Regions from separate parts of the Oryctolagus cuniculus genome. Here region 2 is linked to region 1. A link is a contact called in public Hi-C data. All regions are on one chromosome and are shown on one strand. Each heading gives the region's core, a stretch centred on a gene start, on an enhancer-like site or on the middle of the called end of the contact. The rest is flanking DNA. Distances are from core to core; before and after follow the strand shown. Region 1 has its middle 68 kb from the start of ZNF366. Region 2 has its middle 45 kb from the start of MRPS27.

The links. A called contact is a pair of places that touch in the nucleus more often than the background predicts.
Region 2: a Hi-C map of an unstated tissue shows a contact between it and region 1, with 3 times the contacts expected there. The contact joins two enhancer-like sites. A contact is called at or near these places in 2 of 6 Hi-C or Micro-C datasets (psoas muscle and an unstated tissue).

The regions. Positions count from the first base shown.
Region 1 is chr14:38,399,573-38,403,479 of mOryCun1.1, reverse strand. No RefSeq gene overlaps it. Among named protein-coding and RNA genes, the nearest start is that of ZNF366, 68 kb to the left of the region's middle. Within about 2 kb of position 1,924, at least 2 of the 8 cell types and tissues checked have an H3K27ac peak or open chromatin away from gene starts, as enhancers often do.
Region 2 is chr14:38,608,457-38,612,363 of mOryCun1.1, reverse strand. No RefSeq gene overlaps it. Among named protein-coding and RNA genes, the nearest start is that of MRPS27, 45 kb to the left of the region's middle. Within about 2 kb of position 1,808, at least 1 of the 8 cell types and tissues checked has an H3K27ac peak or open chromatin away from gene starts, as enhancers often do.

The DNA.
Region 1 (3,907 bases), core at 675-3,174:
CCACTGCCCTCCCAGGCCACAGCAGAGAGCTGGACTGGAAGAGGAGTAACCGGGACTAGAACCCGGCGCCCATATGGAATGCCGGCGCCGCAGGCGGAGGATTAATCTAGTGAGCCACGGCACCGGCCCCCCGTCTCGTTTTCTATTTAGGTTCAGTCTTCCTTCTTTCACGACTTTCTTCCAGCCTCGTCTCTGGTCCTCCCCTCGGCTCTGGGGTGAGAGTGGGTGGGGTCCAGTCTTCACACCGTCTTCCTCTTCATTCTGCCTGTGAACTCTCTCCTTCGTTATTCTCCAGACCCTGGAGCGAACACTTGCCTGCTTTGTGTGCCTCTGCTGCTGGGGACACAGAGGGTGTCCCCGGTGGTCCTGGACTGCAGCTCAGCTCCACTCCAGCCACCTCCATCTTGAACCTCTTGGATCCAAAAACAAATCTTTCTGACCCCAAAGCCAATATTTCCTGCCATGCTTTGCTACAAAAGAGGGTATTCTAAGTGTGGAGAAGACCTGGAGGGTATCTTTAGACAGCTCCCGACTTCGGAGGAATCAGCACAAAGCTACAGCAGAACAAAAGCACCAGTGGAAGGCAGAGGACTTGAAGCCTTGGTCCACTGTGCAGCCCCTGGGTTCCTCACCTGGGCGCCCTTCCCCTGGGGCATGAGATGCCTTTAGGGAGGCACTGGGACTCCTGGAGAGAAAAATAACAGGATGGGAGAGGAGAGGACTATCAGTCTAGGTCCCAGAACTGGAGAGCAGGGAGTCCCGGTCTCCAGGCTGTCCCAGACTTGGAAGAAGGAAATACAGTGTCCTCCTGACTTTCTTAAAGGCTGTCCAGATATCTCAGAACACAGGACTCTGGTGGGGAGGGAGCAGCCAGGACAGTGACTCTGCCTAGGAGTAAGTCCTAACCCTGGGGCGGGCTCTTCTCTTACACTCCCATCCGGGAGGCTGAGCACGGTGCACTGGTTACAGGAGGCTGAGAACCGGTCCTCTTCCTAATTGCCCAGTGGGCAGGGGTGGCATTCACGGCCACACTTTCCAGGTGAGGAAGATTAGGCTCATGGGAGAGCGCGACTTGCCAGGAGATACACAGCCGGTGAGAAGCAGGGTCAGCCACAGTCCGGGGTGCCAGGGTGCGTGTTTTGTCGGCTTCTCCAAGCCAGTTCTTCTCCCCGTGGGAAATGGGTGGGGAAGGAACGCCACAAGTGAGGTGCAAACATTCTGAAGAGCATTGAACAGATGCAAGAAAGTACTGCTGCTAAGGGTGGGCGTGGCTTCTAGCATCCTCCTTTCCCATAGGACTACTCTTTCATTTCCCGTCTTCCCTGAGAATTGAGCGTGAAGATGAGGCAAAGGGCCTGGGGCTAGAGAGGGACGCTCAGACAGGAAGACGATGGAGAAAGTGGGGAAGGAGCCGGCCCCACTAGCCGGCTTCTGAAAGCAGAATCAGCCGTGAAGCCAGCTGCGGGGGAGAGGTGGGCCATTCCGTGAGGAGCTGTCAAATGGCGCTCCTGCAAGGCAGCTCTGGGTTTGTCTGCTTTCTGTTTTTTCCCACCCAGCCACGAAGGCGTATTGGTGGATGGGAAATATGGAAGCTTCAGGAAGAGTTCCTGTGCCTCGCAAGTGAGAGACTGGCCTAAATCGGGGGGCCTGTGTGAAAAGAAGAAAATAGCACAAACCCAAAGGCGTAGCAGTGAGTCAGAGAAACCCGAGCTTCTCACTCCCCTGCCCCCCGAGTTCGCAGCCAGCCAGAAAGGGAGACAACACCATTCCACGTAAGCACGCCGAGGACCGTCTCAGAAGGAAGTGGGACGTGCTTAGCAGCTCCAACAGACGTGCCTGTGAGCGGCTATCTGAACGTGACCCCTAGTGTCCAACTTGTGTGGCGCTCACAGGGGAAGCTCTCCAGGGGTTGGAAGCTATGCAACTGTGGGAGAGGTGAGCCCTCCCAGTCATCACATTTCACAAACGAGTGATTCAGGCCCCAGAGTGAGAGTGCCTTGCCTAGGTCACACGGATGGTGGCAGCGCTGGACTGGAACCCAATTCTTTCAAGCCCCAGCCCTGTACTGTTTCCTATCTTCTTGGAAATTTTTTCCACAGAATGTGATTGGTTTTTATGTTGATTGTTAGCTTTTTATTTCACATGGGCTGAATTATAAAGAGGGGATTGGCATCTTTATGTGATAAGCAGTGCTAATCAACAACTTTTTTTTTTTTTTTGACAGGCAGAGTTCGACAGTGAGAGAGTGAGAGAGAGAGAGAGAGAGAAAGGTCTTCCTTCCGTTGGTTCACCCCCCAAATGGCTGCTACGGCTGGTGCGCTGCGCCAATCTGAAGCCAGGAGCCAGGTGCTTCCTCCTGGTCTCCCATGTGGGTGCAGGGCCCAAGGACCTGGGCCATCCTCCACGGCCTTCCTGGGCCACAGCAGAGAGCTGAACTGGAAGAGGAGCAACCAGGATAGAACTGGCGCCCCAACTGGGACTAGAACCCAGGATGCCAGTGCCACAGGTGGAGGATTAGCCTAGTAAGCCACAGCGCCAGCCAACAACTTTAAAAAAAAAATATTTATTTATTTGAAAGTCAGAGTTGTAGGGAGAGAGGGAGAGTCAGAGAGCAGGAAAATCTTCCACCTGCTGGTTCACTCCCCGAATGGCTGCAACAGCCAGGGCTGGGCCAGGCAGAAGCCGAGAGCCAGGGGCTAGGGGCTTCATCTGGGTCTCCCACATGGGTGGCAGGAACCCAAGCACTTGGGCCAATCTCTGCTGCTTTTCTAGGCCATTAGCAGGGAGCTGGATCAGAAGTGGGGCAACCAGGACATGAACCGGTGCCCATATGGGATGCTGGTGTCGCAGGCCATGGCTTTACCCACTATGTCACAATTCCAGCCCCATCAACTGAATCTTCAATTGTTCGCATTAAAATTTGCCAAAGAGACTTCACATCCTTTCTGTATCTGCCCATTACACGCCGCACATCTCTATGACAGGCTGTGCCATGTCTTCTCAGTCCGGAGTGCACCGTGATCAGCAAAGCAGAGAACTTGAGCTGTGCAGCAGATACAACCAGGCAAACTGGAAGCAGCTGGACCAAGGCCCCAGAGGTCCCCAGCCGTGGGCGTTCGTGTGGGCAGCTGTTCTGCTCTGTCCTGCTCGGAGCAGCTGCTGGGCGGTGCCGGCGGATGGCCTGTCCCCACGCAGGCTGCTTCTCCTGTGGAGCCAGAGGATCCGTCCTCAGCTGGAGCACTTTGGTCACTCCCTCTCAAGCCCCTGCCAAAGGCTGTCTCACATTCCAGTCCTCAGGTTCCCACTCACTTCTCCGTCCTCACTCCCCCCGCCCCACGTCCCGCTCTATACAATGCTGTTGCCCCCAACTTCACTGACAAAAAGATCCAGGTCATTCACCACGATCTGACACCACTCCCCTTACCTACACTCTAAAATAGCCGCTATCTCCTCCCCTTTTCAAAGGAGATCAGTCATCCGCTCGCCCTTGAGAACCCTTCCCACCCATCGCTCTGTCAATGACCAGTGTTCTTCTTCAGTTCCACTTTCTCTTCTCCTCTTTCCAACTTCTCCCTTGCTTAGAAAAACACCCAAATTTCCCTTAAACTTACAACAGGGCTCATCCGGGCAACTCCTCTCCAGTTAAACCCATCTCTCTCTCCCTCCCTCCCGCCCTCCCTCTCTCTCTCTTCTTTTTATCAAAACTATTGAACGTTCTGCATCCACCACCTTCTGTGTTCCTTGCAATCTCAATTTCATTCCAGTATAGTTCCCGCCACCTCCTTTCCTAGAAAATTAAAATAACTGATATTTAATCCTTAGAACCAATGGCTTGCTCTCAGAATTGAGTCTTCTTTGACCTTGCCACAGGCTTTTGTTCACTCGGGAAATATCTTCCAAACACCTA
Region 2 (3,907 bases), core at 559-3,058, 210 kb before region 1:
TAGAAGAAATAACAGTGGGGGAAAAAAAAACAGCTGCCCTATCTTAAGACTTACTCAGGCTCTGGGTGGAGCATGTGTGTATTATCTCATTTAATCCTCAGGAAAACCCACACATTACTATCCTCCCATTTCACAGATAGAGAGACTCAAGTGCAGATGGGTTCTTTGCCCATGGGTATGAAACTAGGGAGTGGGAGAGCACAGGCTGATGCTGGAGCTCAGGCTTTGAACTGCCTACCCCAGATGGTGGCTGTGTGCCTGTATGTGCGGCCACGTGTGTGTGCACGCATGCGCTTTCAGTATTTCCTGGCTGACTCCGGGTTTTCCTTTCTTTGCAGATGAAGAACTTAGAACAGACAGCAGAGGGCGCCCAGAGTCACTATTTTTTAAAAAGTGTGGATTTTTTTTTTTTTTTTTAAGAAAGCTCTGCCCTCCCTGGAATTTGGAGAGAGGTCCCCATCGCAGGCTGCATGGTGGGTAGACTTTAGGGGAGAGAGGGGACATCACCTGCGCTCAGGTAGGCCAGTGCTGAAAGGATGTTTTTGGGAGAGAAAACAGCAAGGCTGACCCTCTGCAGAAAGGATGTCAATGGGCGTGAGTGTGTGCGTGCACACACGTGAAACATAGGAGATATTTTTTGAGAAAACACCCAGCTCAGTTCCTTAGGAAAGAAAAAGGGGAGATCATTTTTGTCACTTAGGACACGGTCCCCTCTTCAATTAAGAAAGTTAAACACACATAAGTAATCGTTTGCCTTTATTCACTAAAATATCATTGATATGTGAGGGAAATGGAAAGGAACTGGCCTCCTCATTTTAAAATACATATTCATTTATTTATTTGGGAGGCAGAGAAAAAGGGCCTCCATCCACTGGTTCGCTCCTCAGACGTCCTCAATAGCTGGGGCGGGGCCAGGATTGCCAGCAGCACAATCCAGGTCCCCCACGTGGGTGGCAGGAACTCAATGACTTGAACCATCTCTGTTGCCTGACGGGACCTGCATTGGCGGGAAGCTGGAGTCTGGAACCCGAGCCGGGCATGGAACCCAGGCACTCCGATGTGGAATGAAGGTATCCTAACCAGCAGCTACTGCTTGGTTGCCAGCAGTTAATGCTAGCTAAACACCTGCCTCTAGTCTCTCAGTTAATTTGATTATTTCTCTAACGATCAAATGACCGTCTCTTGCTGCCATCATCAGGAATGGACTAACTCTTGGGACTTTCTCCAGGGAAGTGAGGGAAATTGGGGTCCTAGTGCATTTATCGCCACCTGTTCCTAAGACTAGGTCAAAGTTCTCCATTATTGTGAACCTCCCATGTCTATTAAGGTGTCACAAGGTACTCATTACAACAGGACTGGGCTTTGGTGAAGGATCTCCCCAAAGGATGGGCCAAGGGGAGGGAGGGGGCAGAGGCTCTTGGGAACCACGGAGGTACCCCCAGGGCACCTGGAGGGGCAGAGGGAAACTGATTCTCAGATACACTGAACACAGGCTGCGGCCTCCGGGCGACTTGGTCATAGCAGTCCGGAATAAGGCAGGAAAAGAAAGCCCAGGGCAGCCTGTAGTAGACGTTATGTTCCTCTCACGTTTTCTGTGATTTATCTCACTTACATAATGAAACACCCCAAAACACCTGGCTCGGAGCCCTTTGGCCAAACTCCCATGAGGGGTCTGGAGTTGAGTGGCCATCATGGACCATGGTGGGGGTGCACGGCCACCATAGATCATGGGTGGTGGGGGTGCGGGGACAACCGTGCTAAGGTAGCGTTTCCCAGCCCTGCCCAGGGAGGTGGGGCTATCACTGTGGCACAGCACCTACTTGGAAAGTAGAGTCAGGAGCAGGAAGCTTTCGCTTATGGAATCTGTCCCAGCCAAGTGGAGAGCTGGGCCGTGAACCAGTGACCCAGCTGGTGTGGGTGCATGGCCTTTGTTAATCCCCCTGGATCGAAGTATTGAACCCAGGGAGCCGGGGGTCTGGCCCAAAGGCATAGATCTTTTATTCATGTAGACTATGTAAGGCTATTTTTTTTTTTTTTTTGACAGGCAGAGTGGACAGTGAGAGAGAGAGACAGAGAGAAAGGTCTTCCTTTTTGCCGTTGGTTCACCCTCCAATGGTCGCCGCGGCCGGCACACCGCGCTGATCCGATGGCAGGAGCCAGGTACTTCTCCTGGTCTCCCATGGGGTGCAGGGCCCCAGCACTTGGGCCATCCTCCACTGCACTCCCTGGCCACAGCAGAGAGCTGGCCTGGAAGAGGGGCAACCGGGACAGAATCCGGCGCCCCGACCGGGACTAGAACCCGGTGTGCCGGCGCCGCTAAGTGGAGGATTAGCCTATTGAGCTGCGGCGCCAGCCTTAAGGCTATTTTTTAAAAGTCTCCTTTGCTTCTCTAAACTCTCTCAATTCCACCTGTCACTTTGCAAGTGCAGACATCGCTCTCAAGTTATTGATCAATGTACTTTGAGTGCCTCATCTGCACAGCACACCCGGGTAGAGGCAGAGGGGGAGACAAAGACAGCAGAACACAGCTGCCCGCCAGCAATCCGGGTCCTCCGCGGTCCAGGTTCGGGGGAAAAATCAGTGTGCTGCGTTGCAGTCCTGGAGAGCGAGCTGGGCTAGAGAGGGCCGCTTGCAGTGTCGCCTTCTGTTCCCGCAGAAATGAATGGGAGATGAAATAGCGTCAAGATTTTTTTCTTCCTTAATTTCTACTTCCTCTTTCTTCTTCTCTGTTCTTCTATTTTGTATCTTCCCCATCATTTTGTTCATGCTTCTCCCTTTGAAAAAAAATATTTTCTGTCCCTTTTGTGGGCTTTTTCATGACGGAATCTGCCTTCCTGTGTTATTCTTTCACTCACTGACTCAGAGCAGACTGTTTTACTGGAACATAGGAGAAACCAGAAGTTTACTTTCAGTCCTATTGTTTTTCCCAAGCAAAAAAAAAAAAAAAAAAAAAAAAAAAAAGAAAGCCTTATATTTTAGGGAGAAGATTTGAACAGGCTGGGTTGAGCAAAGGAAGCAAGAAGCTTACGAATTACCCCGCTCACCAGTCGCCCTTGGGTCCCATCCTGCAGGAAAGCAGTAAGGCTACCGAGAGCAGCCCGTTGGCCTCCCAATACAGGGTGCTTCATGAGAAGTGGAATTAGAAGCCCAGGCCTGTTTCCATGGACTTTTGTGAGGCCACCCCCCCCCCATCGTTTGCTGCACCCCTTGGCATGAGACGCATCCCTTAGCACAAAGCACAGTCAAGGTTCATCCTGGTGTCAAAACCCCCAGGAGCTCATTGGAAAATTCAGAGGTGAGGGCCATGGTGTTAATTTGGAAGCCCTGCAGTCAACATCAACTCAGAGTTTCTTACAACTCAAGTTACTTTGCAATTTCCCAGGTTTAACAACAAATATTTATTTGTTTACTTGAGAGGCAGAGTTACAGACAGAGAGAGGTTTTCCATCTGCTGGTTCACTCCCCAAATGGCCACAACAGCTGGAGCTGGGCAGATCTGAAGCCAGGAGCCAGGAGCTTCTTCCAAGTCTCCCACACAAGTGCAGGGTCCCAAGGACTTGGGCCATCTTCTACTGCTTTCCCAGGCCATAGCAGAGAGCTGGATTGGAAGAGCAACAGCTGGGACATGATCTAGTGCCCATATGGGATGCCGGCACTGCAGGCAGATGCTTAACCTACTAGGCCACAGTGCCGGCCCCAACAAGGAATATTTTAAAAATCTGTTTTGCCTGGGAAACAGAGAAGACAGAATAAGACAGCAACAATGCACTTGCTAGTTCAACATTTCTAGGCCTGATTCTCAGAAACCTTCTAGCACTGATGGACTTCAGATCCAGCTCTAATGCCGACCCTGGGATTATGTCTCCCACCCTCTACTTACAGCTTGGGAGATGCTTGGCACCACGAA